Regions from separate parts of the Sus scrofa genome. Here regions 2, 3 and 4 are each linked to region 1. The links are chromatin contacts, called in public HiChIP or PLAC-seq and promoter capture Hi-C maps. All regions are on one chromosome and are shown on one strand. The core of a region is the stretch at or near the end of the contact, and the rest is flanking DNA. Distances in the headings are between cores, read along the strand shown.

Region 1 (3,005 bases), core at 238-2,737:
TTGCCAAAGAGCCTTACAAAAACAGCTATATCATTTAAAATTCCCTCCAAATGTGATTAAGAATAGCCCAATCACAGGCTGCCTGGGTTAAATAACCTCATCTGTGAATTCCAAGATTCACAGCCAGTCTGCTCTGATTAGCAGTTCAGTTTGTAAAGTTGTCTTGAAAACTGCGAATGTCAGAGTTCCTGTTGTGGTGCAGCAGAAACGAATCCAACTAGTATCTCTAAGGATGTGGGTTCGATCCCTGGCCTTGCTCAGTGAGGAGCCTGCATTGCCATGAGCTGTGGTGCAGGTCGCAGACATGGCTCGGATCTGGTGTTGCTGCGGCTGTGCTGTAGGTCAGCAGCTATAGCTCTGATTTGACCCCTAGCCTGGGAACTTCCATATGCTGGGGGGGGGGGCCTAAAAAAAAAAAAAAAACCTGCAAATGTCCTCGTCCACCTTTTAAGAAATCTTTCACGGGCTCCTCATCTCCCTCCGAGTAAAGTCCAAATTCCTTAGTAAGGCTAACGAGATCCTGGAGGTTCCTTAAATCAGAAAACCTGTGGCGGATCCTCTCCTCTGAGCCGAGATCCCTTCCTTGCCCCCAAAGTCCCATATGCCCCTTCCCCAGTTTCCCCGAGCTCGCGGAGGAGCTTCCAGGCCCTGGTTTGTTCAATGGGTGGCAGCAAGCAGGGTCAGCAGCATCTTGATCATCCCTGACCCCAGCCCCTGGAGTTCATTAAGTGCTGAATGAGAGAGGCTGATGCAGGAGTGGGGCTTGGGGGGCGGGGGGCAGAGGGACGCTCCCATTTAGCTTCTGGGGCTGCACCCCGACCCCACCAGGCTGCCTCCCCTGTCCTTTCGCCCCCAGCAGAGGCTCCACGTGCATTATTTCCAAATTTACAAAATTTTGAGACCCTCCCCAGGACCACGTGCCTGCAAAGGAGACTCAAACGAGGCGTGTCTCTGTATTTCCATGTGAAATGCTCAGGGTGACCAATAGAGGGCCTAACAAAAGGCTAGAAGACGTGGACAGGACCGGGCTGGAGCGTCACTTAGCCTCTGGTGTTTTAGGGACGCTTTGGGGTGTCCATAGGAGTTTGACAAACTACCTTTTCAAGATGTAACGACTACAAGAAATAAGGCCCCACACCTAGGGCAACTGGAAATGGGAATGACAATGGTGGTGACGCACAGGATGTTACAGGAAGGGCCAAGCTGCCGGGAGAATGAACAAACTCTTGTTCCTCGGTCAACACCCACTAGCCGACCTGCAGCAGCACTTGCCCAGAAGGGCAGAGTAGAAACGAGTGTCCTCAAAGTCAACAGTTTTCACGTGCGACCTTTTTACAAGCCCTTAGGTACACAACGGGAGTTACCTTCTCCTCTGGCTTTCCTTGAACGGTTGTCCAGTAATAGTGCTGACTAATGCTGAGAACCAGCAAGTGCCCTTAGGCGGCCGCGTGGAAATAAAAAAGTTGGCATAAGAGGAAAAAAATAAAATAAAGCAACGGGAAACTTCACCATCTGGTTCGGCTGGTACCAAATTGTGCGGGAAAAGCGGGAGAAGGGGGCCTCAGGGACCGCACCCAACAAGTGAAGAAAGGAAAGGGAAAAGGACAGAAGCCGGGGCCAAGAAAGCCTCAGAACCTCCCCAGAAGGCAAGGCGGCCCCCGGGGCTCAGCCTCCTCGGTACCGTTCAACCCCGGCGTCAATCACCTCTTTTCCGCGCTGCGATTGGGCCGGGGCCCCCCAGCCACCCTGGCGCCCACCTCCTAGTTGCTTGGGGTTTACTTCCCCAAAGTACAAGGGCCCCACCTTGTGGATCAACCGCTCCTGCATGGAAAACGGATCTCCGCCCAGGGGAAGACGTTTTAACGAATGGGAACGGCTGCACGCACTTATTGGCTACCGTGGATATCGGTCAAAGAAGTTCCCAGCCCCTTCCCCACCGTACCTTTCCGTTATTGGTCTCTCTCAGTGCCAATCCGTCACTAGGGAAACGAGATCCTTACAGGCTCATAGGCAAAAGTCAAAGCCAATCAAGAGCCACGCCTTCATCCTGAGTCAGTACCCAATTGCTGCGCGAAGAGCTCAGAGGACGCCGTCGGGATTGGCCACTAGCCTGCCCGACTTGGCCGCAACAAGTTAGTCTGAGTCTCGGTTATATAGCCCGGCGACGGAGCACGCGTGTGTGCGGACGCAGTTGCGTGAAGGGTATTTGCCTTTTGCCTTGCGGTGGAGCAGAGCTTGTTCCTCTCCCGTTCAGCCGTGCAGGTACGGCAGGGTGTGGGCGGGGCTGGACCGGTAGGAGGGCGAGCTGGGGCAGAGGTGAGAGGGAGACGTCCGAACGGCGACTGTGCGAGCTCCCCCTCCCCACCTCCGCCCCAACGGCCGCAGGCGCGCGCGGCAGGCGCACGGGCGCGCAGGAGCTCTCCGCCCCCCGCCCCCACCGGCCGGCGCGCGTGGCCGTGTCCGCGTTCGCGGCGTGCGCGTGCCGCGCCCAACGGCCACGCGGGGCGAGAGCGAGCCGCAGCCGCCGCCCGAGCCCCAGAGTGCTCTCGAGGGCCTGGGGCCCCGCGCGGCGAGCTCGCCAGCTTTTCCCGCCCGCACCCCCACGCGCCATCCGAGTCCTTTCCTGGCTGTAGCTCCAGCTTAATCCCAGACCAGAGAAGGCTTTTATGGGGGGGGGGGGGCACGAAAGTGCGATGAGAATTTCTGGACTCGGGAAGCAGAAGTGCTGCCCCCCAAGCTTTTACAGCGAGTGAAGGGTAAGCAGCGACTTCGTGGATGTCGAATGATGATAGTACTAACTACTCATCTTCTAAGCCCTCCCTCTGTGCCAGGCACAGTCGTGCGCACCTTGTGTGTTTCCCCTTTAGTCCCGCAATGTCCCGATGAGGTAGGTACCATGATTTTCTAATGTTTACAGCGGATTCGAAGGCCCAGCGGTGGAGTGACACGGTCGAACACAGATCGTTAGGGACAGGAATTTGAACGCAGGCCACCTGACTCCTCGT
Region 2 (3,043 bases), core at 92-2,591, 2.9 Mb after region 1:
TTACTCAATTGATAGGCATCTAGGTATGTCAGCATTACTCTAAGGAATGTAAAGAAGTTTGAGGGGAGCGTTCCTGTCCTGGCTCAGCGGAAACAAAACTGAATAGCATCCATGAAGATGCAGGTTCGATCCCTCGCCTTGCTCAGTGGGTTAAAGATCTAGCGTTGCCAGGAGTTGTGGTATAGGTCGCAGGTGTGGCTCAGATCCTGCGTGGCTATGGCTGTGGTGTAGGCCAGCAACTACAGCTCTAATCTGACTCCTAGCCTGGGAAACTCCATATGCCAAGGGTGTGGCCAAAAAGAAAAAAAAAAAAAAAAGAATTTTGAGGGAGTTCTTGTTGTGGCTCAGCAATAACGAACCTGACTGGTATCCATGAGGTTGCAGGTTTGATCCCTGACCCTGCTCAGCTGGGTAAGGATCCAGTGTTGCTGTGAGCTGTCATGTAGGTCTCAGACTCAGCTCAGATCCTGAGTTGCTGTGGCTCTGGTGTAGGAAAAGAATATAGTTCCCACTTCCATATGCCAAAGATGCGGCTCTAAAAAGCAGAAAGAAAAAAAGAGTTTTGAAACTTGGGCTCATGGAGTGAGTGGTATTATATGCCTGGAGGCATTTACCTTCTGCCCCACTTTCAAAATATTTCAAACACAAATATGTATTTTAGCTTTTCCTACACATTTCCTAGCTTAAGAAATGTACCTTGTTAGATTTACTTAGAATTGGTAATAATAGAAAGGTTTGTCTAGCTAAGGATATCAGCCTGCCTGGTTCTTACAGAGACCCATTTTGCAACCAATGTTTCTGTTTTTTTATACCTATACTCCCCCAGCTGAGAAGATGTGTTCAAGCCTTACTTTCCATAGTCTGTAGTTCAAAAACAATCGTTTTGGAAGTTCCCTTGTGGCGCAGCAGGTTGAGTTAAGGATCCAGTGTCGCTGCATTTCCCTTAAAATGTGAAATTATATTATTGACTATGTTCTTTTCCACCTACCCTTTGATTCCTTTGGTGCTTCTCCCTGCCATCAGCGGTTTACACAATTGTTCCAGTTTTGCAATAGCCTAAGTGCAACATAAAATCCGTTGTTCCACAAATACTCCAAGTTCTCTGGAAATACAAGCGATCAGTGTGTTCATTTTACCTTTACCTTCAGTAACCTGAGAAATGAACACAGTTCTGGGAGAGGGGGTATTGTGGGGTAGGAGATGGAGTGTGTTTCCTGTTTGATTGTTTCAGCAGACACCAGGACCAGTGCTGCAGGAAAAAACAAGCTGTTCCTCACATGACTAGATCCCCAGAGGGCTATCCTCTCCTGAAAGTAATTACAAGTGTATGAAAGGACATTAGAAACTCACAGGACGGGGGAAAGGAGCGTCTTGCCTGCTTTCTCGGCACAGTATTGCTGAACAGAATGATTAAGTCTGCAGCACTAACACAGACTGGATATCTCACGGATGACAAACTGAGGCAGGCCAGAAACACTTCTTTTTTCTTTTCTTTTTTTGTCTTTTTGCCTTTTCTAGGGCCGCACCTGAGGCATATGGAGGTTCCCAGGCTAGGGGTCCAATCGGAGCTATAGCTGCTGGCCTACACCAGAGCCACAGCAACGCCGGATCTGAGCGGCGTCTGCAACCTACCCCACAGCTCACGGCAACGCTGGATCCTTAACCCACTGAGCAAGGCCAGGGATCGAACCCGCAACCTCATGGTTCGTTAACCAGTGAGCTGCGAAGGGAACGCCTAGGAACATTTCTTGGTTGAATACACTTATATATCTTCCTTAGTGCGGTGTGGTTTTCCTATGTATTAACACAGACATTGTGTGAGATTGTTACTCATATCTCTATGTTATGGGAGAAGGAAACAGACTCATCAGGAGGGGAGAAGAGGAGGCGTGTTCAGAAGGTGCATTTGATGGGTTGGGAGTGCACTTTCCTGGAGACTAGCCTTTGGGACTCTAGGTTAGAATTGCCGATGAAGGCTTGCCCTGCCTCCAGCCTGGGAAACGGATGTGGGGTTTTAGAGATTGCTTTTAGGAGGTAATGTTTAAACGTAGAAAGGCGCAGTGATTCGGGGGTGAATTTGAAATCCACTTATCAGCAGCCCCCTTCGAGTGGAGGCATCTAGGAGTGTAACTAGAGCCATGCTCTGCGGAGTCTGCTGCACCGTCCCTCAGGGATAGAGTGGAGTTTCTGAGCCGGTGACTGAGGGCGGCCTGGAATTGTCAGCTGTGTGCGGGAAACCAGCGCTTTGTCTTCTCTCCCACAGCTGGAGAACGCGAGGCAGCGCTGAACCTTCCCCGCCTGGTCAAATACTGCCAAGGACAGGTGTTGGCAAAGAGCTCTCTTCTCAAATAGGATTCACAGTGAATCGGAGGGAAGGTGGGGGCTAAAAGGATACTGCTAAGCGAGGCCGGGGCACCACTGCTCTCGTATGGAGGATCCCACGAGCTCGCCTAGCGTCCGCCAGGTCTCGGAGGTTCTCCGAAAGCGGGAGGGCGGCAGCGCTGGCCCAGTGCCTCCCCCACCGGGCAGCGTCTTCTTTGTTACCCGAGCAAACCCCAGCGGGCTGGCTGCTATGGTAATGCTGGCTGCCCAAACCGGCGAGGGTGGGAGGAGGGAGGCGGGCCTCGGCGGACGTCACCCAGACTCGGTTTGGGGGTGCTGGCCCACCCACAAACAATTGTTTGCCGGAAAGGAAGCTTAAGGCAGAAGTTTTGTAAGTGGGGCCGCGTTAGTACAGAAGGAAGGGGGTCAGGAGCTCCCCCAGCGATCCTGCCCCCAACTTCGCTCCCGGCAACGATTTTAACGGTCTTTCAAAGAAGGGAGGAAGGGACTTTGGTAATTTAGGGTATTTGGTCAGACGGGCCACACCCTTTGCTCTAGCAAGGCACGCCCCCCGCGGGGATGGGCTAGTTCTAGACCACGCCCCTTCCCGAGCGCGCGGAAGGGGAACCGACATGGAGGGGCGGTCCTCAAACTGAACTGAACCGACGCAACTAATCGCGCGTAGGCTTGGGGTGGGTGGAGGCAAGGTTCCGAAGGCCTC
Region 3 (3,255 bases), core at 706-3,205, 3.0 Mb after region 1:
GCTAGGCACATGACAGGTACTTAATATATACTGTGAGTTCCACTTGTATAGCAAGACTACATCATAACCAAATGATAGGAGAATTTAGGCTACTGGGGATCAAAGGACCATTTACATTTTTTTTTTTCCTTTTATAGATTAATGCAAAGTTCTTACTAAAAAGGAGTTCTTTCCTTTCCTACATTCTCTCAAAAAGCAGATATACAATTAATCACCTAGTTTGGAAACAAGTTTCATTCACTTATAGTTTATATTGGGAGTCATTTTCACGTAAAGAACCAGAGAGTAAATATTTTAGACTGTGTGGGCCGTACTGTCTCTGTTGCAAGTACTTAACTCTGCCATTGTCGCATGCAAGCAGCCAATACTTAAAATTGTAGAAGGTACTTAAATGAACAACTGTGATTATATTCCAGTAAAACAGTTTGGAAAAGGAGGCAGCAGTGCAGTTTGCTGACCTCTTATTTATATTCACCTCCTTCCAGAAAAGTTTTTAAGTATCTTACCATATAGAGCTTATCTAATGAACGAAAACAATTACTTGCACAGATAAGCTAGCAAAACTATACTTGAAGCAAGAGAACTCTGGCAGATATATAATAATGGCCTGAGAAACTAGTAAGCCACGGTACCTGATGGAGTGCATGTTCGGTCACAACTGTTTTTGTCTCTACATCCCAGATTTTCACAGTCCCATCGTCAGAGCTGGTGGCACAGAGGTTGTATTGACCCAGGTGATGACAAAATGTGAAGCCAGAGACCCTTTCGGTGTGTCCCACCAACTCCCCTATGACTTCAAGCAAAATCAGATTCCAGGTTAAAGTGCTACCTAAGCTTCCTTGGCAGAATCTTACTGTTAAGTGGTGATTGAGACTTCACTTAGCCCATGGAAGAACTCACAATTAGAGACCCCAAGTGCTGGTACTGCCTTTACCTGGGTTTAGACATGTCTTTTTTATCTCCTTGGGCCTCAGTCTTCTCAAATCTATAAAATGCTGTTCATATCCCTTGATATGCCCAGTTCTCAGACTGAGGAGCAGCTCAGTGGAAGCAAGTAAAAGAGATTCTTATCTAGATCTAGCCAGACATCGTTTGGAACAGAATAAATATCTGGCATCCCATATCCTAAGGCATAAGCAAAACCTGGGTTGGAGCCTGAAAGCATCCGGCTCAAGTCCTTCATCTTACAGAAATTAGTATCATAAATTTGCAAGATCTCCCTTAAGGCGTGCAGCTATTAGGCAGCCCTCAACCCCAAGGAGCTCTCAGGGGGCCCGCACGCACTGGGTTGGGGAGGAAGGCCTAGATGTTCTAAATATCTGAAAAGAGACAGGGTTAACTTTTCAGTAAGCAGAGGATCCACGTGAGAGCGCCAGGAGGCGGGACCGCTCGGCCACAGCGTGGTGTATAGCTCAGCCTTGTAGACTGGGACGCGAGTCAGCTTAGTTGGCCGTAAGGAGACCCTTCTCCTTCCCGAGCCTCAGTTTCCTCATCTAAAGAGATGGGGGTGGCTAGAAATGCCCACTCGGAGCCTGCAGGGAACTCAGGAAGGGCAAGAGGGCTGGGGCCAAGAGGTGGGGAATTACCTCGAAATGGGGGCGTCCCTGGTATCGCGTCCGCGCCTGGGCCCACGCGGACAAGGAAGACGGAGGTCCGTGCCGCGAAGCCGAAGAGGCCCCCGGGCACGGCATCGCTGCATCGGGAGCAGTACCAGTTAGGGGAGGGCGGCAGCGTGCGCGGTTCCTGAGCCATGATCACTGCCACCCAGGGATGAGGGAAGCAACTACTTGCGCAGACCTTTCGTAGCCCCACGCTGTAGCCAGGAAGGGGCGGGGTTGACTCGGAGCCCCGCCCCTTCGGGCCCGCCGCTACGGCGCGCGCGGAGGTCCAGGCCGCACCGCTGGCTCGGCTACTGGTGTCGCTGGGCTGGGAAGGGCGGGGTCCAGAGCGCGGCGCTCCGCCGCGGAACCTCGCCTGCGGCTGGAGCGTCTAGGGCGGCTGGAGCCCAGCCCAGGGGTTAGGCATTTTTCACTTCTCACAGCAATTAAGAGGTTAGAACGCTTTTTTCCCTGGACCTATTCAACCCCTATCCCATCAAATATTTTTTTTAAAGGGTTTCCGCAACTGGGTGAAAATTCTGTCTCTGGGTTTTTGATACTCAAGTAAAAGCAGAATAGTGACTCTTTTGATCTGATTACCCGTCAACTCTGTGAAGGGACTATATGTTAAGTGCTGTGGAGGAAAAAGAACGGAAGTTCCCTTCCAGCTCAAACATCCTAAAATGCTCAGATTCTGTACTTACACTCTTCTACTCCCTATTGCATGTTTGCATTGGGTATCTTGAACTCCGGCATACCCAGCAAATAAAATTTGAGATATCTCTGCAAATAAAGGGAGGTCAAATATATTTGGATGTGGGTACGACCATAACTTTGGAGGCATCCAACCCTAGATTGACCTCTTTTTTCCAGTTGTCTGAGACTTTAACCTATCCTAAACCTGTTTCTCATTTGAAGAAGGAAGATGATAATCCAGGCCTTGTTGGATTGCTGTGGGGAATACATGAGATTTAGTCAAATGCCTACTGGCCATATTTGGCAGCAAGTGCCTGACGATTATTAACTCTTAGCTCTTGGAGGTGAACCTGGAGCATCATACTTTGTATTTGAACTGCTTGTTCTTTATTTTCAATTATTTATTTTACTACTATTATTATTTTTGCTTTTTAGGGTCACACCCGCGGCATATGGAGGTTCCCAGGATAGGGGTTGAATCGGAGCTGTAGTCACTGGCCTAGGCCATAGCCACAGCAACGCCGGATCCTTAACCTACTGAGCGAGGCCAGGGAACAAACCAGATTCCTTTACGCTGCGCCCTGACGGGAACTCTTGTTTTCATTTATTTATCAAATATTTTCAATATTATATTAATTTCAGGTGTACAACGATTCACAATTTGTAATGATTCCATTCAAAAGTATTATAAAATATTGGCTATATTTCCTGTGCTGTACAATAGATCCTTGTAGCTTATTTTATACCTAGTAGTTTGCATGTTCTTTAAAAGAGCTTTCACATGATCTCTAGTGATCTTTACTAGCCAGTGCCATAGGGATACTTATTTGTTTTACTGACAACAAAACCGAAACCTTCCCAGGTTAATTGGCTTGTTCACGGTCTCTGTTTTCCTAACCCTTCAGGCCATTTGTGAGGTGTTATCCAGTTTTTCCGGATCCTGACGAGTTTCCGGAAAATC
Region 4 (3,103 bases), core at 366-2,865, 2.8 Mb after region 1:
GTTGGGTTCTTAACCCATTGAGCCACAACAGGAACTCCTTTTTTTTTTTTTTTTTTTAATAGTTGATTTACAATGTTTTGTCAGGTGTGTGTTCTAATCCCTGTTGTGGAGATGCCCAACACTCAGGGTTTTGATTGATGGGTTTTTTGGTTTGTTTTCTGTTTTTGGCTGCAACTGGGGCATGTGGAAATGCCAGGCCAGGGATGGAACCTGTACCACAGTTGCAACCTGTGCTCCAGCTTTGGCAACCTGAGAGCTTTAACCCACTGTGCCACACAGGAACTTTTAGGTTATTTCTTAAGCGGGTGGGATCCCATCTAGCCAGAGGCCAGGACTTCTCCAAGTGAAGTGTGGAACCACAAGCACCCAAGGGTCTTGTTAGATATGCAGATTTCTGGATCCAAATGCTTTGGAATCTGCATTCAGGGTTTTCCCTCATCATTGAAACTAATCTAGTCTAACCTATTACTGTAAATTATTGTCTTAGATGCAAGACAAGCACCTGTTTCTCAGTTTGTTGTCTTTCTCACCATCTTAGAATGTAAATTCCGTGAGGATAGGGACTTTGTTAGCCTGGTTTATTTCCAAACTCTGTTTCCTAGGACCTCCACGGTAAATATTTATTTAATTGAATGTGCACTAAAATTTGGAACCGCTGTCACACCATTCTTTATTTTACAGTAGGGAAACTGAGGCCCAAAGACTGCAGAGTTGGTAAAGGGCAGGATCAAGGTCAGTATAAAAATCTCAGAACTCCTGAGTCTCATTCGGGCATTGGTTCATCTCTGCCCCAAGCAATCTTTATAAAAAATGAAATCCACTTGACAAAAAAGACATTTTCTGCCCATAAAACTTGGTTTCAGAACTTGGCTGGGTTGGGAGCGCTTGGTTATCCCCAGCTCACTTCCTAGGCGCGCGCGATGCCCCCAAGGGGTAAAGGCCCGCCTTCCAGACCGGGCGTCGAATCCAACTCGGGGCAGTGTCCCCGGCCGGGGCGGCGGGGAGGAGCCGAGCACAGTCCGCGGAGGTGAGACAGGCTCTCCCAAGGTCACCCAGGCGGGGCTTGGAGGAGCCAGGCCCACAGGACGCCAGGGAGCCGGCAGCACCCCCCTCCACCATCCCTTAAATCGAGGGTGACATTAATGGCTCCTTCCCTGGAATCTGGCGCACCCAACGTAAAGAGCGCGAGCAGGCCCAGCCGGCCGCGTGGCCGGTTCCCATGTGCTCCACCTGCTGCCGCTCTCACGCGCTACCTCTTTAAGACACTTCCCCCACTTTACCACCCCTTCTCTCTAGCCCGGCTCACTGCCCCACCCCCCTTCCGAATTGCATCAGGCACGTGCTCGCCCCCGTCGGGTCTGAGTACCCCTCACCAGCCAGCGCCGGAGGTGCGCCGAGAAATTGGAGGCGAGGGGCGGGGCGAGGGGCGGGGCCGCGGGGCCGTACGGGCGCGCTCCCGCCGCCTTCGCCCGTTCGTCGCCCAGGGCCGGCCCTAGCGGGCGCGCCCCCGCTGCGCCCTCCCCTCCCCCGCCCGCTGCGTCGCGAGGCGCGTGCCCGCCCGCCGCCTGCCGCGGATCGCGTGGTCAGCTCGGCTCGCCGCGCCTCTCCCCCGTCCGTCCATATTGCTGCAGCCCCCGAGCCGGGAAGCCCGGGCCGCCCCGGGGGCGGGGGGGAGGGAGGGACGGGACGAGAAGCTTGCCAGGCTCGGGGTGGGGGCGCCTTGCGAGGAACGGGCGGGGGGGACGCGCGCCGAGGAGGCCTGGACCGCAGAGTGGGGGGCCTTCCTCCCCCCCCCCGCCCCGCCAGCAGGCCTTGGATTTACGGCGGCTGCATCCGACCGGGAGGGGGGCCGCGCCTAGCGTGAACCCGGACCCTTCTCCGCAGGCACTGGGGCCCAGCGCCCCGGAGGAAGGAGTCGCGGGGGCTCTGAGAGCCAAGTTCGAGGCGGGGGAGGCAGCCTCGGGCGCGCCCGGCTTCTCCGGGGGGGCGGGCGCGCAGATGGCCACTCAGGTGGAGCCGCTGCTGCCGGGGGGCACCCCGCTCTTGCAGGCCGAAGAGCACGGGGGGCTGGTGAGGAAGAAGCCGCCGCCGCCGCCGCCCGAGGGCAAGGGCGAGCCCGGGGCGAACGACGTCGGAGGGGGGGAGCCGGACGGCGGCGCCCGGAGACCTCGGCCGCCCTACGCCAAGCCGCACAAGGAGGGCACCGGGCAGCTGGAGCGCGAGAGCCCGCGGCCGCCGCAGCCTCCCGGCGCCGAGGGCCTGGCAGTCAGCGACGGAGAAGAGGGCGGCGGCGAGCCGGGCGCTGGCGGAGGAGCTGCGGGAGCCGCGGGCGCCGGGCGCCGAGACTTCGTGGAGGCCCCTCCGCCCAAGGTGAACCCGTGGACTAAGAACGCGCTGCCGCCGGTCCTGGCCACCGTGAACGGACAGTCTCCTCCAGGTGGGTCTCCCTGCTTGTGATCTTGGGTTCGGGGGCCTCTTCCGGGGCCTTAGGCGTCCCCTCCCCCAGCGGCCTCCAGGGCCCGGGGGTCCGCCACTGGTCCTGGTGACTCGGGTTTTTTTTTTTTTTTTTTTTTTTTATTAGCTCCCTTTAATTTAGGTCGCCATACCCTGCCCCCCAGCATGCTCGGGAACCTGTCCCTACCGGAGGGCCCGGCCTCCGGGAGGCTATAGCCACCGCCCGGGCCGCAGCGGTTAGTGGGCAACGGCGTGGTTCGGGCCTACCTCGCCGGGAGAGGGTGGGCGCTGGTTTCGGTGAAAAAAGCCCTTTCCCTCCCACCGCGTGTTTGTGTAGGAGACTGTTTGTAGCCTGAAACATTTCTCGGGAAGCCCCCTCTTCCCACCTCGCCCCTTGCTGTCCGTTTTGGTGGCGTTGCGATTGTCCCTATGTTGTAAATGTTTAATGAGCATATGTCATGGGCAGCAAAACACCCGGCGACGAGTTTATACCGACCACAAGGATTCGGGATTTAAAAGTTAAGTTTTTTGCTCGAGCACATAGTGTTAGGCGGTAGAATGGCTACTGGCGAAAGGTTGAGGGGTCTATTGCAGGGAGAATCGGGAGGAAAGGAAACCCAGCATGTCCCTGAATTGGGTGCTTTCCCTG

Evidence for each region. Promoter capture Hi-C pulls out the DNA fragments that hold promoters and counts their contacts. HiChIP or PLAC-seq counts read pairs in DNA pulled down with a chosen protein or histone mark.
Region 2: a contact with region 1 is called in an H3K27ac HiChIP or PLAC-seq map of skeletal muscle, with 12 times the contacts expected there. The contact joins the promoter of CNOT8 here to the promoter of LOC100514500 in region 1. A contact is called at or near these places in 2 of 47 Hi-C or Micro-C datasets (both in liver) and 1 of 2 datasets of contacts at active chromatin or transcription factors (skeletal muscle).
Region 3: a contact with region 1 is called in a promoter capture Hi-C map of liver, with 6 times the contacts expected there. The contact joins the promoter of MRPL22 here to the promoter of LOC100514500 in region 1. A contact is called at or near these places in 1 of 5 promoter capture datasets (liver) and 1 of 47 Hi-C or Micro-C datasets (skeletal muscle).
Region 4: an H3K27ac HiChIP or PLAC-seq map of skeletal muscle shows a contact between it and region 1, with 5 times the contacts expected there. The contact joins the promoter of LARP1 here to the promoter of LOC100514500 in region 1. A contact is called at or near these places in 1 of 5 promoter capture datasets (liver), 3 of 47 Hi-C or Micro-C datasets (omental adipose tissue, skeletal muscle and subcutaneous adipose tissue) and 1 of 2 datasets of contacts at active chromatin or transcription factors (skeletal muscle).

The regions. Positions count from the first base shown.
Region 1 is chr16:71,275,211-71,278,215 of Sscrofa11.1, reverse strand. It overlaps LOC100514500, which reads right to left and starts at 1,487. Exons shown (of 2, transcript XR_002339616.1): 1 at 1,365-1,487. G3BP1 (G3BP stress granule assembly factor 1) reads left to right here and starts at 2,132. Exons shown (of 12, transcript NM_001205405.1): 1 at 2,132-2,262.
Region 2 is chr16:68,350,318-68,353,360 of Sscrofa11.1, reverse strand. CNOT8 (CCR4-NOT transcription complex subunit 8) reads left to right here and starts at 1,341. Exons shown (of 7, transcript XM_013984900.2): 1 at 1,341-1,462.
Region 3 is chr16:68,277,803-68,281,057 of Sscrofa11.1, reverse strand. It overlaps MRPL22 (39S ribosomal protein L22, mitochondrial), which reads left to right and starts at 1,955. Exons shown (of 7, transcript XM_021076707.1): 1 at 1,955-2,051. GEMIN5 (gem-associated protein 5) reads right to left here and starts at 1,837. Exons shown (of 28, transcript XM_013984899.2): 1 at 1,587-1,837; 2 at 633-793. The coding sequence starts at 1,752.
Region 4 is chr16:68,450,117-68,453,219 of Sscrofa11.1, reverse strand. LARP1 (la-related protein 1) reads left to right here and starts at 1,615. Exons shown (of 19, transcript XM_021076708.1): 1 at 1,615-2,437. The coding sequence starts at 1,999.